Linked DNA regions of Mus musculus: region 1 is linked to region 2. A link is a contact called in public HiChIP or PLAC-seq data. All regions are on one chromosome and are shown on one strand. Each heading gives the region's core, a stretch centred on a gene start, on an enhancer-like site or on the middle of the called end of the contact. The rest is flanking DNA. Distances are from core to core; before and after follow the strand shown.

The links. HiChIP or PLAC-seq counts read pairs in DNA pulled down with a chosen protein or histone mark.
Region 1: a contact with region 2 is called in an H3K27ac HiChIP or PLAC-seq map of embryonic stem cells, with 33 read pairs. The contact joins the enhancer-like site here to the promoter of Fkbp3 in region 2. A contact is called at or near these places in 2 of 39 promoter capture datasets (the C10 cell line and embryonic stem cells), 18 of 484 Hi-C or Micro-C datasets (the Ba/F3 cell line, the HL-1 cell line, embryonic stem cells and 2 more), 12 of 115 datasets of contacts at active chromatin or transcription factors (the SCID.adh cell line, bone marrow-derived macrophages, embryonic stem cells and 3 more) and 3 of 9 other capture datasets (adipose tissue, liver and pancreatic islet).

What each region holds. Positions count from the first base shown.
Region 1 is chr12:65,110,634-65,114,311 of GRCm38.p6, reverse strand. Fancm (Fanconi anemia, complementation group M) reads right to left here. Exons shown (of 23, transcript NM_178912.4): 15 at 453-538; 16 at 294-356. Among named protein-coding and RNA genes, the nearest start is that of Fancm, 37 kb to the right of the region's middle. Within about 2 kb of position 1,306, at least 13 of the 459 cell types and tissues checked have an H3K27ac peak or open chromatin away from gene starts, as enhancers often do. A contact at or near this core is called in embryonic stem cells and trophoblast stem cells, where this site is marked.
Region 2 is chr12:65,072,333-65,075,774 of GRCm38.p6, reverse strand. It overlaps Fkbp3 (FK506 binding protein 3), which reads left to right and starts at 1,837. Exons shown (of 7, transcript NM_013902.4): 1 at 1,837-1,960. The coding sequence starts at 1,853. It overlaps Fancm (Fanconi anemia, complementation group M), which reads right to left and starts at 172. Exons shown (of 23, transcript NM_178912.4): 1 at 1-172. The coding sequence starts at 69.

The sequences.
Region 1 (3,678 bases), core at 57-2,556, 39 kb before region 2:
ATACCTGTAAGATCAAATATACTAATTTTTTCTTCTGTGCATGCTTTTTCTTATATTACTTATCCTAAAACAATTTAGGTTACTGTGGCTGAAAAGATGACTCAGTGGTTAAGAGTACACACTGCTCTTCCAAGGACCCGAGTCTGCTTCCCAGCACCCGTGCTGGGTGGCTCCAACCATTGTAATTTCAGCTCCAGGGCCTCTGATGACCTTTCTTGCCTCCCAGAGACAGGCACAGACACAAATAGACACCCCCACACCCCTAGGAATAAAAACGCCTGTAATTTACTTACCCTGAGAACTCTGGGTTTTTTTACAGCATGAATGGGTGAGTCAACTTCGTTGTTTTTCTGATCCTGGATGAAACAGACAAACAGTTTAAGATATAACACAGTCAGGAAGCGGGAGCATGGCTTCACTGACTGCAGCACTGTGGGGAAGGAATGACTTACCTCCGGGGACTTTAGGACATTTCTTTTTGGTTTTTTAGTTTTTCTCAGGAAAACATCATCTTCGCTTTCACTAGTTAAGTGTTCAACTATAATTGAAAAATGAATCTGGTCAATAGTTAAAGTTACTCTATCACAATCATATTACTGATTACCATAATAAAAATGTCCTAAATTTCTTAATCTTCCAAAGACAAACAGACATGTGACATATGTTCACAAAGATGTGTGTGTGTATACACATACATACACACACACATACACATATACATAAACTTTACAGTATTTTAAAAAAAAGAACAGAGAAGAATAAAAGACATTAGTTTGCTGATAAATACATATTTAAGAGCCTGGAGAGATAGCTTAGTAGTTAGAGCATTAGCTGCTCTTACAGAGGACCAGGGTTCAGTTCCCAGCACCCACATGGCATTTACAACTTTCTGTAACTCTATTTCTAGGGAATACAACACCCTATTCTAATATCCAAGGGTATTACCATGCATGTGGTATACTTTCACTTGTGCAGGCAAAATACTACTCATATACAGGAAATAAAAATAAACTTATAAAAATATGTATTTAAAATGAAGCCCCAACTTACAAAATGTAAAGAGAAAAAGCAAATGTGCTCTTATCAGTCCATCATGCCTTTTTTTTTTTTTTAAATGAAACATTTACCATGTGTGGGACATTCGTAAGGCACAGCACACATAGGGAGATCAGAGAACAGCCTGTGGAGTCTCTTCCCTACTCTTCCTAGCTGATCACAATTTCTCTTTCCCCTTCAGTGTAGGATAGACTTAGTTCCTAACAAAAGCCTTCAGTGGAGCTGGGGTGTGGGATGTGGTGGGTGTAGCTCAGTTGGCTCAGCATGCACAAAGCTTTCTTGATTTCCATCCCCAGCACTAACAAACTGGGAGTGGTGCTAAATAAATCTGCTATGGCTGCCCAAGCCAGCAATCCCAGGATCAGAGAGCTGGGTAGGAGTGAAACTTCAAGGTCATCCTCTGCTACACAGGGAATTCAAGGGTAGCCTGGGTTCACTAAAAATCTAAAATACTTTTAGTTAAATATAATGTGTGTGTGTGTGTGTGTGTGTGTGTGTGTGAAATTAAGCATTTGAACCCGAAGACCCAGGTATGGTCTCTAGAACCTATGCTAGGACAAAACCCCTAAAAATTATCCATTGACTTTCACACACTCAAACTGGCATGTGTGCACCCCCATTCTACACATAGTATATACCATACACACTGTTGTGGTTTGAATGAGAATGGCTCTGTACTTTCCTATGTTTGAATACTTGGGCCCCAGTTGTTGAGAACACTTGGAAAGGGTTAGCAGGTGTGGGTATTAGAAGAGGTGTGCCACTGGGGACAGATGTTAAGGTTTTTAAGTCCATGCCATTCACAGTTAGCTCTCTGCCTTGTGCTTGTGGATCAGATGTGAGCTCTCAGCTCTTTTCTAGCACCAGGTGTGCTTGCTGCTATGCTTCCAACACCACGATGTTGGAATGTCAATAAACTCTTCTATAAGTTGCCTTGGTCATAGCATCTCTTTAAAGCAATCAAAAGGTAACTAAGACAGGGCTGGAGAGATGGCTCAGCAGTTAAGAGCACCAGCTGTTCTTCCAAAGGACCCAGGTTCAATTCCCAGCACCCACATGGCAGAATACAGAGCTGCCCGTAACCTTTTCCTGTGTAACATCCTCACTCAGACGTATATGCAGGCAAAATATCAATGTACATTAAAAAGGAAGGAAGGGAGGGAGGGAGGGTGGGTAGGTACTAAAACAGGCTGGTACCTGGAGTACTACAGATGTGACAGGTTTGACCATGATGTTTTTGGAGAGCTGTGGAGGACTGGTAGGGGATTGGAAGACAGTAGTGTTGAGAGCAATGTGGGCTGTGGAAGCACAGTGCAAGGATACAGAGAGGGTAACAATATCAGCAAATAGAATAGAGACAGCTAGGGGCACAAAAGTCTGTGCAACCAGAGCATCAGGAAAACTAGGATTAAACACACTGGGACTTCTTATTGGAGGAGATAAAATGCCTGTTTTCCTGCCCAGAAAAGTGGAAGTGGCTTTGCTAGACTCTAGGCTGTTAAGCTATAGAACCCACCCTCACGGTCACGTGAACTTTGTAAAACAGTTTCTATGCAGTCAGCCCTTACACTTTATTGTGCAACTGGAATTGGACTGACTGGACTGAGCTGCCTGCAACCCTTTCCCCAAGTTGTACTGGGTTTTAAATATGCCGACCATGCACTGCTTAGGATTAGACTCCCCAAATCTCTTTGCACAGTTGCTTCCTGTCTGACACCTGCAGGGATCCTCTCTAGAGACCATTCTTGGGATGTTTTAGCAATGGGCATAGCTGGCCCAAGACTGTGCCTGAAGCGCTTTTGACTACCTTTGCAACAGACTTCAATTCAAGACAGCCTAATCTGACTCTGTCACATAGTCATTAGTGGTCGCTCTTTTTTTTTTTTTTTTTTTTTTTTTGGTGTTTCGAGACAGGGTTTCTCTGTGTAGCCCTGGAACTCACTCTATAGACCAGGCTGGCCTCAGAAATCTACCTGCCTCTGCCTCCCAGGTCCTGGGATTAAAGGCAAAGGCCTGTGCCACCACTGCCCGATTAGCAGTCACTCTTATGCAAGTGAAAAAGAGCATCAGGGTATTTAATGTGGTAGCCAGGGTTTGAGTTGAAAGAGATAAGGAAAAAAGAGAATAGAGGGAGTGGTGTCCTCAGGGAGTGACCCTGCTGAAATAATCCTGCAATTTGTAAAAAGAAAAGGCCTAAAAAAAGTTCTGTTCCTAGGGAGCAACAACAAAGCAAAACTGGCAAATGTAATTCGAGGAGGGGGCCAGGTTTCAGCCCAAACAGGCAACAGAACTTGGCAGCATCCACGTCCACCACATGGTTTTGCCTTTATAGAGTGGAAAAAGATGCAGCAGTAAAGGGGTTGTGGAATCTTCCACAGCTTAGGTAACTTGCTGAAGCCAGGAGGCTGGCAGCGGAGTCCCTGCATGTAGGCCCGGAGAAGCCATTGTATGAGGCTGTGAAAGTGAAACCCGGTTGGTTTGGAGAACCCAAGATGTTAGAGATGCCAGAGCTTGCCAAGAAGATCTACAGATGGGTAGTAGAACCAGCCCAAGAGAGAGAGAGAGAGAGTTTTGTAGTTAGCATAATTGGAAGTGTGGAGCCATCTAAGTCTTTTGGCATTG
Region 2 (3,442 bases), core at 588-3,087:
CGAGTCTCCGGAGCCCCGCACGAGGCTCGGGCCCCACGTCTGGAAGAGCGTTCTCTGCCGTCCGCTCATGGTGCCCAGCAGCAGCGGAGCTCCGCTGAGGAACCCGCCTGGATGGCAGCGCAACCGCCGCGACTCGGACGCCCATTAGTCTCCCGCCAGCGACACAGTGGGTCCCGGGGGCGGGACTGGCGGGTTAAAGAACCCGCCGCCGATTTTGCGGCGGGAAGATGATTGGTTGCCATTCCGGAAATCAGAAGAAGCGCATGCGTATTGCGCGAAGTGTGTGACGGGCTGGGGGCGGGTGTCTGGATTTAGCATCTTTGCAAGTTTTGCTGTGTTTTGTTTGTTTTCGTTTTGTTACCCTTCCCATCCCTCGAGCGGGCTTGAAGGCAATCTCAAACCTGGAGCGGTGGCTCTGGCCTGAGGAGGAGTCTGGAGAATCAGGTCTAGGTCATCCTTGACGTCCAGAGTTTCCAGGTCAAAATTAACATAAGTAAATAGAATGTAGTTTTTGCTGTGCTTTAAATGAGCTGTCACTGCTAACGACATACTACATACGGGGTTAAGATACATAACTTCGTGACCCCAGGACAAGCATTCAGTCATCGTTTGTAACCGTAACATGATTGAAGCAAAAGTAGAGATAAATAATATTTTTCTCCATCTATGCTGAGAAAATGCAGTTTTGTGTTATACAAATGGCAGTTTTAATGTTTTGTCTGTCTAAAGAATGTGCTCTGGCCCTGCATTCATTGAGAAACTAAAACAAATACATTTTTGTCGTGGGATTTCTTTTTCTGTTTTCCTCCGTATGTTTTTGTTTCACACGGGTTCTTGCTCTGAGGCCCACTCTGGCCTGGAACTCTGCATGCAGACCAAAATGACCTTGAGTTGGCCAATGTCCTGCCTCATCTTGTAAGGGGCTATACGGGCTCCTAAGTGCTACAGACATACACTTCATATCTTAACTCTCACATAATGATTACAGCTATAGAGCAGTAAGTGTTCTTGCCCAGTTCTGTTAGTGACAGCTTTCTGCTTTTAGTCTTGGGTACCAGTACAAAATCGGTAAACATCTATTTCCTCAGTTACTGAAACAAAGTACAAACACGCGAAGCTCTTGCTGTACATACACCACCCTCACTATCGTAAAGAGGTATTTTAAGTACAGCGTAATTACATTGTTTTATTCAAGTTTCTAAATTTGTAGGCAAAGCTCTGTCGGGAGAGGTTTGCATTTAGTTTTGTGGAAATTGTTTGATGGGCAAGGACTAGGCCAATCCAGATAAGATTAGAGTAGAACTAGCCTAAAATGAGATTGAAAACCCGAATGCTGTTATTTTCTTTAAACCGTTTACAATCTGTACTTTTAAAGACATCGTAAGCCGTAAATAATAAACAAGTGGGCGTGATGGCTGCCCAAAGAACGCCTCAGAAAGCATCAAAATAAGGTTTGCCATCATCACTGCATGCCGCTGGCCAAGAGACCTGCACAGATTTTCATTCTACTCAACAAGGCCCTCACAGCCCAGTGTTGACATCACCCTAGCTCACGAGTCAATCCGGTTTAGGACCATGGCGGCCGGGCCCCGGAGTCCCGCGCAGGACCCGTGGGGACAGAGAGTGGACGGAAGAAACCCCCAGGCTCAGCAAAGCAGAAGCCCCGCCTCCTCGCGCGCCACGCATGCCCAGGCCACCCTTCAGGGCCGGGGCTGCGTAGAAAGTGTGGGCTGATTCCAAAAGGCGGAGGCCCCACCCCTAGAGCGTGGCGTAAGCCCGGGCCACGCCCTGAGGGCGGGACCGCGCCGGATTGAGGCGGGCTGGCTCAGTGCAGCGGCAGCAGCAGGGGAAGATGGCGGCGGCTGTTCCGCAGCGTGCATGGACCGTGGAGCAGCTGCGCAGCGAGCAGCTGCCCAAGAAGGACATTATCAAGTTTCTGCAGGATCACGGTTCAGATTCGGTACCAAAGGCATCTGGGCGGCCAGGCCGGGGCGTCCCGGGGCAGCTTCACCCCCCCCGGAGATGCCTTACATACCGGATTCCTCGGTGCCCCCGCCCTCGCCCTCTGTGGCCGGTGCTGGCCAGGCCTGAGCGGCCCGCGTGAGCTCCCACTCTCCCGCCCCTTGGGCCGCCCCAGATTCCGCGGGGTTCGGCCCTTATTTCCTAGGGCAGGCCCTGGAGCTGCGGCCGTAGATTTAAATCCCAGACAGGATCTGTGAGGGCCGAGGACCTGAGGAGAAGGACCCTGAAATGCTGGCGTCTGAGGCGGGGGCGAGGACTCGGGAGTGCATGCTGCCGGGGCGCACAGTGCTGGCCACTGGGAAATGGGAGGGAGGGGTGTAAGGATGCGAGGGAGCCTCGTGTGCATCTAGTTTGTCTTACCCATGTACTGAATACCGAACTATGATCCGTGATTTTCAGAAACCCACATATTACTGTTTTAACTTTTTTTGTTACAAATCTTTTACAAAATAACCTTAGGGGAATTAAATGTGAATTTTTAATACGGCGGGCTTCTGTGATTATAAGCACGCAGATTTGAAAAATTCTAGTTGTATAATGCAGCTTTCAGCCCTGTCCGCATCTTAGCCACCCATTTTGTAGTCACGGGTTATTTTGTTAGACTTGAGTTTTTGCCCTTCAGGAAGGGTCATTCATTCCCACCCCCACCCCAGCCCCCCCGACTCCTTAATCTTTTTGGAGGCAACATCTCATAGCCCAGACAGGCCTCAAACTCCCTTGACCTTACCTTCATCTAGCAAGTGCTAGGAATAACAGCCCTGCTCCATCACGTCATGTTCTGTACCTCAGTTAAATTATTTTGAGGTTTTTTTTTCCGGGGGGGGGGGGTTGCTTTGTTTTTGTTTTTTGAGACAGGGTTTCTCTGTGTAGCCCTGGCTGTCCTGGAACTCGATCTGTAGACCAGGCTGACCTTGAACTCAGAAATCCACCTGCCTCTGCCTCCCAAGTGCTGGGATTAAAGGCGCTCTCCACCACTGCCCCACCTCAGTGGTCATACACGATGTGCATCAATCTACCATTTTAAAATAGAAGGTGCAGCCTAAATTAAGTTTTGCTACAGATTTTCAGATTCAAAAATGTCAAGATAGCGAGTGCTGTGTGATTCCAAAATATGAAAATGCATTTAGTGACATTTAAATGGGTATTTTCCAGTGATCATTCACATACTCATGCCTGTGTTTTTACAGTCCTGTCATTTCGGTTTAAAAAGTTTCTGGGTTCTTTTGAGAAGATTGTATTTTCACTTAAGATCTTGTTGGGAGACCCAAGAACTCTCACACTTCTCCAGGCGTCAGGATATGGTCCAGCCATATTTATGAAACGTGTAGTACACTGTAGAACTGTTTGAGTGAATATACAAGAGTGAAAGGAAAAGGCCCCTTTGCGGATAGACCCACTTGCCATTTTAATGGGTATTCTC